2 separate regions of the Anas platyrhynchos genome follow, and region 2 is linked to region 1. The links are chromatin contacts, called in public Hi-C maps. All regions are on one chromosome and are shown on one strand. The core of a region is the stretch at or near the end of the contact, and the rest is flanking DNA. Distances in the headings are between cores, read along the strand shown.

Evidence for each region. Hi-C and Micro-C count contacts between places; a contact is called where the count stands out from the background.
Region 2: a Hi-C map of F1 follicle shows a contact between it and region 1, with 2.2 times the contacts expected there. The contact joins two enhancer-like sites. A contact is called at or near these places in 6 of 8 Hi-C or Micro-C datasets (F1 follicle, F5 follicle, liver and 2 more).

Annotation. Positions count from the first base shown.
Region 1 is chr5:37,202,201-37,209,926 of IASCAAS_PekinDuck_T2T, reverse strand. All of the region lies in intron 5 of DCAF5 (DDB1 and CUL4 associated factor 5), which reads right to left. Among named protein-coding and RNA genes, the nearest start is that of DCAF5, 32 kb to the right of the region's middle. Within about 2 kb of position 4,981, at least 3 of the 8 cell types and tissues checked have an H3K27ac peak or open chromatin away from gene starts, as enhancers often do. A contact at or near this core is called in F1 follicle, where this site is marked.
Region 2 is chr5:37,335,033-37,342,758 of IASCAAS_PekinDuck_T2T, reverse strand. ACTN1 (actinin alpha 1) reads right to left here. Exons shown (of 21, transcript XM_038179255.2): 9 at 6,096-6,188; 10 at 4,729-4,959; 11 at 4,052-4,199; 12 at 3,359-3,509; 13 at 807-915; 14 at 208-348. Among named protein-coding and RNA genes, the nearest start is that of ZFP36L1, 66 kb to the left of the region's middle. Within about 2 kb of position 3,403, at least 5 of the 8 cell types and tissues checked have an H3K27ac peak or open chromatin away from gene starts, as enhancers often do. A contact at or near this core is called in F1 follicle, where this site is marked.

The sequences.
Region 1 (7,726 bases), core at 3,732-6,231:
AAGCACACCTGATATTTAACATGCATTCTAGAGGCTTTCTTGTCTTTTCAAAGACTTAATCCTTGTATTTGAAATCATCATGTGTATGGAGAGGGAGACAAACAAGGAGGATATTTTATCTGTGTTTTTTTTTCTTTATTATTTTTTTTTATTTTTCCCCACACACAGACCACTGAAGCTTCCTTAAACCGTACTGGAACCAGACCTTTTATAAACAGGTTTTGAGCAGCCTCCATCAAATCTTGTGTAAAGAGCTGTGACTTTTATGCACCTTCTGGACCAGACAAGGCACGCCAGCACATAATTTGTAGATTCTAGAAGGAAGTTCATTCACTGGTTTTAATGCTTCAGATTTTCTGATGTAGCCCTCTGCCTCAACATTTGTGAAAAATGAGTCACTCCGCGTGTATGGGAAGCCACATTCCACACAGGTTGAAGCATGCATCACTACAGGAGATACTGTAAAGTTAAAAACCTATTGTTCCTAAGCCAGAGTTAAACAAAACCAAAAACAAAACAGGAGACTAGACTCCACATAACGAACGCCCTAGAAATACGCTGCTCCCACGCGCACAAGCTTTGTGAGCTGAAGAGTCAAAGCCAAGGTGCCACGAAAGAACCAGAAGCCACATTTTCAAAACCAGCTCCAAAGAGCTACAGGCTGGGCACCAAAAACTCTTAGCACATTTTACTGTGTTGTTTTTGAGCATTTAGGTGTGTAGCTTCTTAATCAATCTAGATTTTGGCTTTGTGGAAACTGATTTCAAGTAAAATGTGAAAGAGCATTATACAAGACAGCTGTGCCAGCCTGCCAGCTTCTTCAGCTTCTTGCACCTCCTTCCTCTTGTCCCCTAATCAGTCACTTGTGTCCATTGGTTATCTTGCTTATCAACAAACAAAAACCAACCTGCCCCCTCCACCCCACCCCACCACCACAAAAATATAAACTAAAATACAGCAGAAGAAATAAACCCGCAATTTTTTGGTTGAGAAAGGTCAGTTTTTCTATTTAAATACGAGTTTTCCACCACATGAGAATGCCACGATGCACATGGACCAACTTGATTTGATGGTAAGATGCAGGCCAGTGCTGCACCAAGACTAAGCCCCCTTCCCCATTACCAGTTCTCTTCCTGGGCCTGAACTGCAGCCCAGATCCTCTCCTGCCTGCAAGTGAGCATACCAGACACCCCATCCTTTCAGATCTCCAAGCAAAGTTTCCATGGTTACAATTATTATTATGCCCTGCCTGAAATATTTTGAGATTATGTTTTATAGTAATAGTAGTATAACATTAAACTAGCTTCCGTTCTGCTTACAGGTGTTTTCACTGGGCTCCTATGGCAGTCAAAGCTATCAAACAAAACACTTATTAGAGTTGAATTCTGTAGCCTGTTTCAGTAACTTTAGTGAAACAAAGCTCTAAAAGGGTATTCTACTTATTAAATGAAGAAAAAGTAGAACTTCAGAAATTATGACCATGCACACAGATTAGAAGTCTAATATTAAGAAGCTGCATAGTTGAGCACCTCTCAAAAGCCTCACAGATTTGCCTGCTTCATATCTCTACTCCGTACCGTTCAGCCACACTTGAAATGGAAATACAGTTTGTGCTGTTCTTGACCATGACATTTCGCTCAAAGAAAAAATAATAAATAAAAATACCAGCAAAAAAAGTGGGCTAAATTTGGCTGAAGGAGGAAGAAAGGCTACAATAGACATTTACCGTTCATATAGACTAGTGACCTATTCTATAAAGCATTTACCTTTTACAAACTATGAAAAGAGACATTGGGTAGTTAGGTGAGGGTGACAGAAAAACTGACAAAGCTCCCCAAGCATCTATTTCCTGATGGAAAGGACAAGGACAACAGGGAAGACGAAGACAACAGTAGTGTGAGGAGAGGAAAATTGTGCTTACGCCTGCTCAGCGTTAAAATGACTGCCCCCACTTTTCAGACTGCATCATGATGCTGCTCTGTACCTTCAGTCATTGCTACTTTAGGATTTTTTTCAGACAGGATTATGTGGGGCACTGCAGACATGCTTGGATGTGTTGCCCATGTTACAGCTGTCACTTCTGCCAGCTCCTTACTTCATGCTCCAGCAAACAAATTTCAGAATCACCACCTTGCGGTTCCTACAGCTTTACTGACGTGGCAGACTAAGACCAATACTCCCATCTCAAGCACCCAGACCACGACAGCCGAGGAGAAATCCAAGGGGGAACCCAAAAGGACATGCCTGAGCAAGATGGGCAGCACCCGCTTTTTGCCACAGGCATTATCATCATGCACCCAGACCCAGACTACGCCAGGAGTCAGACTGCTTCCAAACTTGGCTTGCCCAGGCAGCCGGGGAATGCTGGGGCTGCCTACCAGCTCTGGGAGCAACAGAGCCATACCCACTCCTGAGTTAAAAAAAAAAAAAAGTCATCTTGTATGATTAAGAGAAATATTTAGTCCACAGATGGAACATTACATCCAAACACACATGCTGGCGCTGGAGGGAGTAAATGGACAGTTATGTGCAATATGGTCATTTCCGTAGTTGGATATGCTGCATTCAGGCAGCGCTTGAGTGGTAGCTAAATACCAGCTCAGGCAAACAATGGAAGGCTTTCAATCCAAGAGCAGCACCACTAAAGTAAATAAATCCGCTTCTGCTGGCAGCTAGCAGGGTGAGGGAAGGAGTCGTCTCACTGCAGTCAGAATTTGCACCACTGAATTGCTTCCTCTGCAGGAAAAGACCATACCTGCAACAAATGTTTCCCTCCTGTTCCCTGCTATCTGAAGAAAAAAAGGTTGTTTCATCCTTTTTAGAAAAGTCAGCTGCCTGACTGGTAACATACGCTTAACCCAGACTACTCCCCAGTTTGCTTGACAGCAGACAGTGAGCACTAGAACTGAGAGAAGATCAGTGTCCTGGCAGAAGTAAAATAAAAGAGGCGTGTGTGACAGCATTAAATAGGAACATTTGAATAGTTTCTCTCGATAAGCTGTAAATCTGACAGTGAACTGCAGTACAGATACTGTCCTTGGGAAATGAGAGTCATTTAAGAGGGATAAGGAAGGAAGGAAGTGAGAAAGTACTGGTATCATAAACAGCAGTGTGTGAAACCAACATAAGGAAAGAATGACCTTAAAAGGGAAAAATGAATTGACTGCTTGTAACTAATACATGCGATTGCATACAGCCCTGTTTGTCAGCAGTTCTGTAACCACTAAATTGAGGAACTTCTAACTGTGCAAAAAGAACTGGCATAAAACTTGGCAAACAGAAATCTTGGCCTGGAAAACCACAGAAAAGTTTATTTATTTATTTATTTTTTTAAGAAAGTAATTCTGTGCATGTAAAAACACACAGCTCTTATTCAGTCTGGAGCAAACACTTCAGAAGAGCCAAATTTACCAATGATAGAAAAGAAGGCAAGGTATCAATTAACATATATGCTTTTTTTTTTTTTTCCTGTTTTAAAGGAGATTAAAATTCTTACAGAAATCTCACAGTATCTTCTTTAAAAAGCAGCACAGTTGTGTAAAAAAGTGCCTGGAATTTCTCTTTAAGTATTGAGAAGTGTTAACAAATCTAAATTAAGTCCATCAGTGTCTTACAAAAAAGAATACACAAGACATAGCCAACATTTTATTATTTCATAGTAATATGCTCCTCTTTCTAAATTGTCATCACTATTTGATTATCTCACTACTTGTACAAAAAATCTTCTGTAGATGAACGACATCCCTCAGAACATTAGATGGAAAATAAAGGGTATTTGTTTGAACTTCAAAGAACAACCAAGTGAAGGCTGTGTATTGTTAGCAAAATTAAGAACCTTTGCTTTCCTTTGCAGAGGACAAACAAGTAAAATCACCTGCATACAACAAGACTGGAAAAGTAGGGAGTTCAGGGTGAAAATCCTGTAGTAGTTGTTTGTAGTAGTTCAGGGTGAAAATTCTGTATGTTCAAAGAACACGGCACTCTTTCTCACCTTTACTGTTAGGCTCAGGAACATGCACGTTAGAAGAAAGATCAATTCCCAACATCAATAATCTTTTGTGCTTGACAAACTCTGAAGTGAACAGAAGCTTGATCTTTCCCTCCAAGCCAGGAAGGCTATATTATATATATATTTTTTATATTTTACACATTATATTATATTTTACACATTATTTATATTTTACACATTATACATATATATAATTTATTTTTTAAAATGACAGATTCTTATCTGATAATTGACTTCAGAATCTGGAGCCTTAAGATCATCTGACATCACCAGATTTCAGTACCCAGGGCAACCAGACCTTGTAACAGCAAAGGCTCGCATGGCTTAGCCCTTATGATCTAATTGAGGTGCCGAATGCTAATATTGCTTCACCAGTGATCGTGGGCAGTTCTCCAGAAAGCACTGTTATGTTTTCCTTTACCTTTGTTCACAGGAAAAACAAAAAACAAACAAGAAAACACCCACCTATAAAATGTCATTATTTGACAGAGCAGAGGCCTGAAGTGTACCAAACTCTTTCCCTCCTCTGCATCACTTACATCCTTCTAGGGTTTAAGGCTATTATGGCAATTAAGCGTTAGGAAATGACAACAATGAAAAAACAACCCTATTTATTTGAATGTTTCACATCCTCCTTCAGCTCTACTCAATGTTTGTTTTAGTCTTATTACAGACCTGTTCCCAAACATTCTCACCAGCCCAGCCTTGCCCTCACTACAGCTCTGAGTCAGCAGGCACAAGTGCCCTGTTCTCACTCTGCCTGAATTATCTAGGTGTTACTATCAAGTAAGTAATAAACGAGATCTACTGGATAGTGAAATGGTTTTGCAAGAAGAGGGAAAAAAAACATTTAGTCGGATTTTAAAAAGCAAAATAAAAGTAGAGAATGCAAAGTAAAGAGTAACTGTCCACTAACCACAAGCAAACTAGCTAAACGAGCTCATCATTTTTCTCCTTCTCTAATCTCTAAAGTCAGTCTATTACTCACCGTGTTCAGAAATAGCACCTTGAAGGATGGAGTATAGACTGTGGGAGAGAACACTGCTCAGCTGAAGGCAGTAAACCAAAAAGGAGTGGGTTCCATCAGATAACCAGACACAGAAGATGCAAGTATGGCCAGACATGGCAAGGGAAGATGACCTCGAGGCCAAACGAAGGAACAATAGTTGTTTCCAAAACAAAGCACACATCAAAGTCAGTGTAACACAAAGTACACAGCTGCCAGAGAAAGTTACCTCAGAAAGATAATCTGAGTGCAAGAGAGTAATTCCTCATGAAGAGTAACTCCATATTTATACCTTAGGGCCTACACAAGACCAGTCCCTTATCCTTTATAGGACTGCGTTATTGATTTTTTCCCCTGTGCGTTTTTCTGTACTGTGTTTCATGTATTGCATTAAAGCCGAACAACGTCAGCTACAGATTTGCTTCCTCATCCAATAAAAACATGTTTATAGCCACAGACTTTTCTGTAGCGAAGCTGCTCCAAGTGCAAAGTCTTCACCTGGGCTGGGGCAATCCCAAGCACAAATACAGTCTGGGCAGAGAACAGCTTGAGAGCAGCCCTGAGGAGAAGGACCTGGGAGTGTTGGTGGATGAGAAGCTCAACATAAGCCAGCGACGTGCATTTGCAGCCCAGAAAGCCAGACGTATCCTGGGCTGCACCAAAAGCAGCGTGGCCAGCAGGGTGAGGGAGGCCGCTCTCCACCTCTGTTCCACCTGGAGCACTGCCTTCAGCTCTGGGGCCTTCCTTTCTTTTGAGAGAAAGAGTGGCAGGATCTAAGGTGCTCCCTGCAGAAGCACCATCTAGTCTTGAACCAAAGCTTTTGCCTTCCAGTACGTACAAGAAGAATGCAAACTGGCACATAAACCTACCTAAATGTAACTCTAACCACAGCTCTGGTCCCATCAAGTTGCTCTACCACAACTTCCTATGAATTTATGTTTCAACAACTAATTCCCATGTCTTACAACAGGGTTGAACCAAGGCGTGTGTACATTTAAAACAGGCACCAAGTGAGGGAGGCCTTCTTCATACCGTACTGTCCTAGTTAACTCTTAAGTAAGGTTATGTCAGATAAAGGTGGGAAAGAGTACCAGGCAGTATCCAGCAGACTTGCACACTTACTGGAAGTGTTTCTAGACTAGGTGTTATTTGGCACTCATGCCAGCAAAGATTGTTTACTTCAGAATAAAAATATTTAGCATTAAATTCACTGATTTACATTTCTTGCAACTTTAAGTAGCACCTCTGTCCTTAAAAGATAAAGAAGCACCAACCACAAAGAAAGAGTCCATATGCAGCGAAGTGCTCTGCCCAGCAGAAATACAGCTTGGATAAAGCCTTAAAGGTTGTAACCATCTCTCTTTGCCCAAAGTCAGAAAGGTTTATTTGCAAGCACTCCCTTTTTTCTTCAGTGGCTCTCATCTCAGAGATGTCATTTGATTTTGGCTAAAACCTGTGGCAAACAGTTTGTGAATTTATTTATGGTTGCAACAAAGAAAACATATCCAATGCACATTCCACAAAAATACCACCCCTCACCATAACCATTTGACGGTTCCTTCAACATACCCCAAAGATTTCCATAAAAGGATAATTATCTGTAAACATCAACAAAAAAAAAATCACTGTCTATAACAAAAAGAAATGGTTAATAATGGAAACAAATAGGGAAAAAAATATCTAAGCTTATATTCTGTGCCACGTGAGGCAAATATACCAAATCAGAACTGGGTCAGGAGAGAGCCTCAAATTCTAGGTTGAGACAAACATCATTTGAGGTGTCTCAATACTGCAAAACAGATGAGGATGCTACCAGTATGGGGGGTGAGGGGAGTTGTATTTCCTCAGCAGTGAGAGAGGATAAATAATTATTTAAATTATTTTAAGTGGTATGGTTGACCTATACTGGTGAGTGCCTAAGCTGCATTTAAAATTTATGTTGCAACCTAGCTAAATGAGTTATTTTAAACAGCATAAAAATAGTCAAAATTCACAACAAATAGTTCTACTAGAAGGGAAAGAAATGACCTGATGATACACACATTTTTCCTTCACTCATTAATGCAGTGCTCTGCTCAGAGGAGGACTAGCAGAGGTCTCAAAACAGAAACACACAGCACATTTTTATTGCACTGAAATAATTAAAACTGGTAGTTGGAGATTCAGTGATACAGAGGAATTTCTTCTCCATCTGCAGGGGCTTTGATAATCCTAAACCATGTGCATTACAACTGATTAGTAGTATCACAGGCTTCCTTGCTTTATATGCAGGGTCAAAATGCAAAACAGTCATAGGAAAACCTTAAATCTTCTCATATTCCTGGCATCTCACTCCTGCAGACCTCATGTATCATCATATCAAAAACCTGTAGGGATGAAATAATTACAACCAAAGATGCTACTTTGAAAGAAAATTTCCAGTCCACCAATTCTAGCCTCTGAACAGTCCCAGCCTCACTAAATTTGTTGTCAAAAGCAAACCCTGTGGCTACCCTGTGGACAAATATCCCATGCAACACAACCATGAACAGTGCTGGACCCCACACTTGTAACTCCAGGAGCTCGGTATATTTCAGTCAACACACCAGACATCCTGGTAACACAGAGATAAAACTAGGTGACAGCTACTTGTTAGAGAGAAATCAGGAAGGTAACCTGGAAAGCATAGCATGCAGCGTGTACATGAGCATTCCTCAGAAAAGAACTGCTAC
Region 2 (7,726 bases), core at 2,154-4,653, 130 kb before region 1:
GCTAGGATAGTGTGAACATGTCTCTTATCTATTCAGATACATTTTTCTTTTTTGAAGAAATCAAGGGAAAGCACAGTCCCTTTTGTTTCTCTTGCTAAGGCTGACTCACTAGAGCAGCACCACCAAAACATGACCTACAAATTCAGCACTGTTAGGAATCCAGGAGACCCCTGATTTCCCTGGCCGGTGGAAGTGACTGCTCTGTACCTGGATCTCCTCAATGGTGTGAACGATGAACGTGTCCTGCAGGTCCTCCATGGCCCCTTCCATCCAGTTGTTGAAAGGGGCAGCTCGTTTGGCATATTCCAGGTACAACTGGTCAATTGTTTCCAGTAGCTTCTCTGTCCTCTGAGCGTGCACAAAAAAAAGAAAAAAAAAAAAGAAAGAAAATGAGGAAAGATGGTTAGAGAAGAATAATCACACAGATATATGGATTCTCTGAGCTTTCAGACCTCCTTGGAGAGTGCTACAGTAAAAGTCTCTCTGCTATTAAGATTACACACAAGATAGATTTATTCCTCTCCATGAGGGAAAAATATGAGGTCAATTGAAATTAAACAAACAAGGACAGTCTTTTCAAGCAGAATAGCATTACAGAACTCAAGAAAGTATAAACAAATCAATAGCCTGAGCAAACAAATGGTATCGTAACTGGGCTGGAAGTAGAGAAGCTGCCTAAGTATTCGGAAATGCAGCCCTGGTTTACAGTCTGGGATGTTCCAGGAGAAATTGGCTGTTCACACGCACTGCAGCTTGCTTTCCACAAATGACCTACCCCTCTAATCCCAACTGGCAACATGTCTCACCTCCAAAGCTTCTCTACGTTTCTGGGTTAGGGCACCCAGATTATCCCACTGATCGCAGATCTTCTGGCACCTGGCATTGACACTTGGAGAATCGTAATAGTCCAGCTCACTGTGAGGGGTGGGGAAAAAAGGACAAAATAGCAAATTAAGACCTTTTGGAGAAGAAAGAGAAAACTTTATCAGCCTTAAGGACAGACACAAAGGGCTCATGGTCTCTGCAAATAAAACGTGCCAGGAAGACAGCAGTATCTAGCTTTGGAGACACTGGCACATCAAACATCATGCAACAGGAAGAAAAACAACCCCCACCCAAGGCTGCAACAGGCATTGGTGCTGGCTGCCTGATGTGGATAACTTGGCACCAGGGGAGGGGAGTGAAGACTTTTACTCAGGCTCTGATTAAGCAGATTAAAAGCAGCAGTATGCCCCTGTATTCTGTGCGAGAAAATCGAGTAGGCTAACTACCTGCATCTTGTACATCAGGAGAATGGGCAGCAAAGATTTTATTATGATTGCAAAGAAAACTACTTAAGATGTTCTAACAGTTGCATAGGAGAGGTGGCAACCTTCAGCAACAGTGGAAACGTACAACCCATTCATTGATTTAGGACAATCCCAGAATTACAGTGTAGGTTTCTCTCTGGTATGCCTCATCACAGAGTGCTTTGCTGGGGGTGTCTGTAGCTTGGCACTCCTGGAAGAAGGGCTGGTAAGAGTATGGCTGGGGAAAGGAGAGCATGGGGGTAGGCTGAGGGCTGTGGTCTTGCATGAGTGTGTGCTCTTGGCTCTGCACATGATCAAAGAGGGAGAAGCTTGCAGGCAGAGGGAGACCAGCCAAACTGGGAAGTGTCACCCATAAAAGAAGGTGGAATAACTTGCTGAGCTACTGAATGACCCTGGGCAATATGATGAGCATTTCTCTTATGCAGTAATGCAGGTTTAAACAGTTTCCTCCTACTTCATTTCTTCCCATCATTGTATTGCCCCTCCTGAGGTGTGTGGGCTCGACTGTTGGTGGAGTCTTGTGGAAAACTAGTCATGAAACTGCCTTCGGCTAAAAATAACTTTTTCTTTGCTGGGTTTTTAATCCAGATCAGTTCCTTGATCTACTTTGCTGCACAGCCAGCACTGCAGCTGAAAGAACTGCTTCTGAAAGCCTTGCTTGTAACACAGCCAGGCTGGACCACTAGTGCTGGGGAGTGAAGTGTACCTGCGCCCCTCCACTTGCCTGGTGTGGGCAGCCACAGGGGCTTCCTTCCCATCCTCTCAATCTCCCTGGCAGGGTATCTCTGGATGAGGAGAGAACTCAGCCATCTCTTTTTCTGGGCACAGCACCTTTGCTGACATAGGAGATGGCTTTCAGAAGGACGGCAGAGCCTTCTGTTCTCACACTTTGGAAGAAATCAGCCGTCTCCCAGCTTAGGGCCCAGTTTTCCCTGTCGCTATTAGAGCCACAGCCGGTTTTGCCTGGCCTGTAGCATTTGCTTTGGAAGTGGCAGGTCAGCTAATGCTTACTGACTAGCCAGCCTCAGTTTTAATCTTACTGACATGGAGGATTGCCTTGAACCCTCCTCCTGTTCCAAGGTCAATCCTCCAGTGGTCAAGTGAGCACTTCTGTAAATCTTTGCTGGTAAAGGAGATAACGATCTTGATACAATAATCCTGATTTTTTAGAGAAAAATGGTCATTCAGCCCAAGCAAGATGATCTAGCCCAGATGCTGTCTAACTTGAAATAGCCTAGTGTGATATATAAATATTTTTAATAATGAGACACAAAGTCAAAGCCAAATTGTTCAAACTGTTTTTGCCAAGGAACATGCAGGGCTTCAAAATCTCTCTCTGTGCTACAGAGACCAGCTCTCCCTAGCAATCAGCCTCACACTCTGATGGGACCCCGTTTCACCTAGTAACCTGTGTCACTCCTCAGTCCAGGAAAAGGAGTAGGGGTGAAGGTTTCTAAGCCAGGGGGAAGCCCAGAGGAAAACGAGCTGCTGTAAAGGGTCCCTGGTGCAAGTCCCAGCTGGAGTGCATGCGGTGCATTATTCCTGGGGCAAAGTGCCTGCAGTGGCAATAGAGGCCACTATGGGCTGAAACAATCAGCAGACTTTTTTCCTCAGCAGTAAGGACTTTTTTTTTGATAAAACAGAGCAAACTGGGAGTCTCTGGAGTGCCTGCTATCCTCTGCTCTTTCCCTCTGTTCCTGGAAAAGTAGGACAGCGTTACAACGCTGCATCCTAACAGGGGCCAGAGGCAGGTCAGGCTCTTTAGGAAAGGGTTCATGGCAGTATAACAAGCTGGAAGAGGATGGAAACTTGGCTTGAGAACGTAATTCTGCCTCCCCCTCATCGGCACCCACGACTCAACCATTTTCTGGCCTGCTTTTCTGGTATGTCTAGATACTGGAGAACAGTATCCTAGATACTGTTTGGAAACACTAGGGCTTCCCAGCATTTTTGTATGGGAATGGATTCATGGCTCTCCAGAGGGCAGAGGGCAATGCTGATCAAGTCTCCCTGGCCCCAAGGATCGGATGTGCGTCGGGGTGCCGTACTTGAGCTCTTGTGCAATAGCAGCAATCTGTTCCACGCGGTCCTGGTGTGCGGCCAGGTCGCTCTCAAAGGCCTCGTGTTTCTTCAGCAGGGCCTTTATCTCCGAGAGGGTTGCAGTTTCGTAATCCTTCTGCTGCAGCATTGCTTCCTTACCTGAGGAGGGAGCCAAAGGACAAGAGAATGAAGGACAGGATCCCATGCCCCTGAAGCCAGCTCCCAGGCACCCAGACAACCCTGGGGCCTTTGCTGGGGCACCTGCCCCACTCCAGACACCCTGCCTGAGGCTTGCCATCACGCTTGCTTGCCTAGAGATGCACAGTTCTCACTTGCAAACGAGTGAGTTTGCCATTAGCAACAGATATGGGCAGGTAGTGCAGTTTAAACCGTCGCAGTCACAGTTTATACTGGACTCATCTCACTATGCTGTTCCTGTAAATGCCAACTGTGGTATTTACTTTACAGTAACCTTTTCTCTGCTCTGTAGCTCTGTTCAATCCAAAAAATCTCCCTCTGGCATGGTTAAGGAATGCCAGTGCAGAACAGAGGTGCTTTTTGTGATTTTTTTTTTCTTCTAATAAAGTAAGAAATGAACCTAGCACTCTGGAGAAGAAAATCTCCTAGAGAACCCATGTAATACCCATCTTTTCCCCTCTAGATAACTGACAGCGATAGGAAGCATACAGGTTGGCATTTACCATCTGTCCAGGACTCGTGAATAGATGCCTTCTGCCGGAACTTCTCTGCCAGGTGATCCAGCCTCTCTAGCCTCCGGATCTCATTCAACAACCACTCCTCATAGCCCTTCTCAGCCTGCTCTAGGCCACCCCAGGCATTGTTTATATCCTAGAGACAGGAGCACGGGAAGAAAAGGGAGGTTAGAAGATGGGGGAGAAGATGTACTTAATGTACAGCATTAATCCCAGAGGGCTACATGGTTCAAATTGGTTGGAGAGATTGGGTGTGTGTGCTTTCTATCTCAGAAGGTTGTGCACACAGGTCAGGAAGACAAAGTGCTAGACTTAAGATAAGCAAGCCTAGCAGTGTCAAGATATATCAGTCTACACACGAAACCCTCTCTATACACTCCCTCACATGAAAATATAACAAAATCCAATTATTTCTGAATTAGAAAGCATGAGAGGCACCCAGACATCTCCCCATAAAGGCATGCAACTTGTGAAGAGCCTCAGAGTCTGGTTTAGGTACAGAGGAGCGGTGATTCCTTGTTCCTCTCTTATTATGGACTCACTGAACTACATTCTGTAGGGTTTCTGCCACAGAACAGCTCACTCTGGAGCTTGGCATTGCTCGGCCCAGTTCCATTTTTTGGGGCAGAGCTGGAGAATATGTATGCTCAATCACCCCCACTCACCGAGACCATTTTCCCTTCTGAAGGCATGAAGGCTGGCCTGTTGCTGAGCCGTAGCTTGGTCTGCAAGGTGTTGAAATTGATCTCAAGTTGGCACTTCTCTTGGACTTTGGGGGGCTTGTGCAAGCGGCGGTAGTCCCGGAAGTCCTCCAGTTTCTGCTGCATGGCTTGCATGGTGTTCTCTGGTGCCCGGTTCTCCAGCCAGGGGATGGTGCGACGAATCCACTCCAGCAGCTGGAAAGATCAAGAAACCTTCAACTGAAATTGTGTTAAAACTACAGCTGTTGGTCTGATCTCATTAGGGACTACTTACTTTTATGTTTGCTTTCAGAAAGGCTCTGCCAACAGCAGGGCTAGTAAGGAAAACCTTGCTAGCTTTTTGGGAGTACGATCGTTTTTCTTATGAGCAGCCCATTCCCTACCACACTGAGTAGTACTGCTTGTTGCAGCACTGCTAGTACCACATGCTAAAGTCATAGATTTTACACAATCAGGACCAAACTACATCCTCTGACTGCACTAAATAAACCCTAGAATTTTGCTGGGCTACAACTAATGGATGCTGTAAGCTGTATTATATATTTTCTCCTGACAGGAGAAAACAGGTCATTGCTTCCAGTTCCAGAAGAGCCATGCTTTTCTCTCTCTAGCTTTTTAGAAGTCAGCATTGCTCTTTGAATTGCCCTCCTTCACAAGCCAATGTGCTAATGCAATGGGCAGTCTGTAGCGTGAGTGAAGTAGTGTCAAATACTTTTTAAACAGGCTGAAGCCAGGCTCATTGGCAATGTTTGACCTTTTGTTCTCCCCATCTTCCCTTCCCGACTTATCTTCCATAAACATACTCCAGTCCACGTTTGGTCACTTCTGGAGTCTCACATCTGTCAGTCTGTCAGGCTCCTCAGTTAACCAACACAGCCTCCAGCTTGTGTTGTACACAGATTCCTCCCAACTATCAGCAAAGGCGTATTTCTTTCCTCAGCTATATCTGACTTCCATTCTCTCTGATCCAGTTCCTGATTTCTGCAGTATATTGGCACACAACATGTATGAAAGATATTATGATGTTGTGCAGTCCTGAGCAAGTCAGAACAGTTTGATTTTTTGTTTTATTTTTTCAGTATTTTTGTGGCTGCTCCTAATAAACTGAGAAACTCAAAACTGCTCCAATGGAAATTTCTATTTTAAGCCACATTTTTCTCTTCTTTAAGATATAATTCAACCTTTCATCTTCCTCAAGCTAGAAGGGAAAAGAAAATAAATTTCTAGGAAAACACGGGCCAATAGCACTCCCTAGGATTAACTATCAGGGATAAATGCAATTCCTTTCTACACAACACCACCCAGAAACCAACAGCACCATGGACACCTACATCACTGGCCAGTTTTTCGTAGTCTTCCATGAGCTGTTCATTCTCTTGGTTGACTGCCAGCACCTTGCAGATACGATTTGCTGCTGTCTCCGCCTGCCAAAGAGAAGAAAAACAGGAGAGGGAGAAAAGTGTGAAAAAAATATAAGCCAAAGCTTGCGGCTTAGCTTCCTGCTACATACCTGTGGGTAAAGTCTCCTAACCTTGGCTCTTGCAGCCTGACTGGGCTTCAAAAACATCTGTCCTGATCTCTTTGCTTTCCATCTGACCTTCTGTAACAGTTTTTTTTTTATTTTTTTTTCCCCTTCTCAGGTGACTATGTATGTTCTTTCAGGGATTCTGAGTTCAGCTGACCCCAGCCCTGTGTGTTGTGAGAGGAACACATTTCTCTGCCTTTTCTGAAGCTGCTCCTACAAAAGGGCCCTGTTGTTTGCTGCCTACAGAAGGACCCCAGACGGCACTTCACAAAGACGGGGAGCTTCTGTCACCAACTCCTCTCTCCTCACCAACATTCAGAGCTCCAACACCAGGCACTGAGTGGTGTCACACTGACAAGTCTCTCTACATGCTTCTACCTAAGGAACACACTACCTAAACACAGTTATCTGTATAGAATCACAGAATGGCTTGGGTTGGAAGGCACCTTTAAAGCTTATCTTGTCCAACCCCGCTGCCATGGGCACCTTTCACTAGCTCAGGTGAATGCATACATGTATATTGGACTTGGGAAATTTTCTAGTTTTGCTTTGAAGATAAAATTAGACACCCTTGAGCTTAATTTCAGCCCAGCAGAGATGTTTTCCAGCACTCCCTGTATTTCTGGCATCCATTACAGGGCCACCTCTCCCAGCATTTTGCCACATGACACCTACCATGTATTCAGGTTTGCATGATCCAGGTGAGAAGAGGATTTTTTCCCCCTTTCTGGATAATCATTCTGCTTACTCTCACAAAGCAAATCGCACAAAAAAAGAGCCTGTTCTTACTACTTATTTTTTTCCTTTTTTTTTTTTTCCTATTATGGGACCAAAACCTGGCTCTCTGTGGGGAGCTGGACACGTTAAAACATGAAGTTGGAACAGAACAATGCTCAGAAAAATCCCAGCTATGAGCTCAAGAGCAAACAGTCTGCCCTGAAGTGCCATGAAAGTGTTTGGCACGGGGAACATGCAGCAGGCCGATCCTTGTACAGCACGTATCTGTGGATCTGCACAGCTCCTTTTATTATTACAGTGGTAGGTGCAAGGCCATAAAGCCTTGGAGGACGTGGCCCTGTGACAGGTGCCTAGAGATTTCTCAGTATCCTCTTACCACAGCACAGTTATCGCCCTGGTGCCTGGGGTAGGTGCTGGAGCTCCCCGTAGGACCCCTGTGGAGGAGTTCTCCTCACTCACTCCCTCACTCGCAGAGGCCAAGTGGAGATGAAGAGGAGGGCACACGCCAGCACTACAACAGACCCGTCATCAGCACTGTGCCCTGCCTTAAGATTCTGTGTGGGACTGATGACAAAAGAAGTTTTGCCAAGCTTATAGTTGGCAAGTTTCAACCTCTTTCTATTTTTAAAAGGCCTTTCATTATCTGTTTATTCAAGGCCAGTTGAGAAAAATCCTCTAAATTTTGCAGCTGACGCGAGG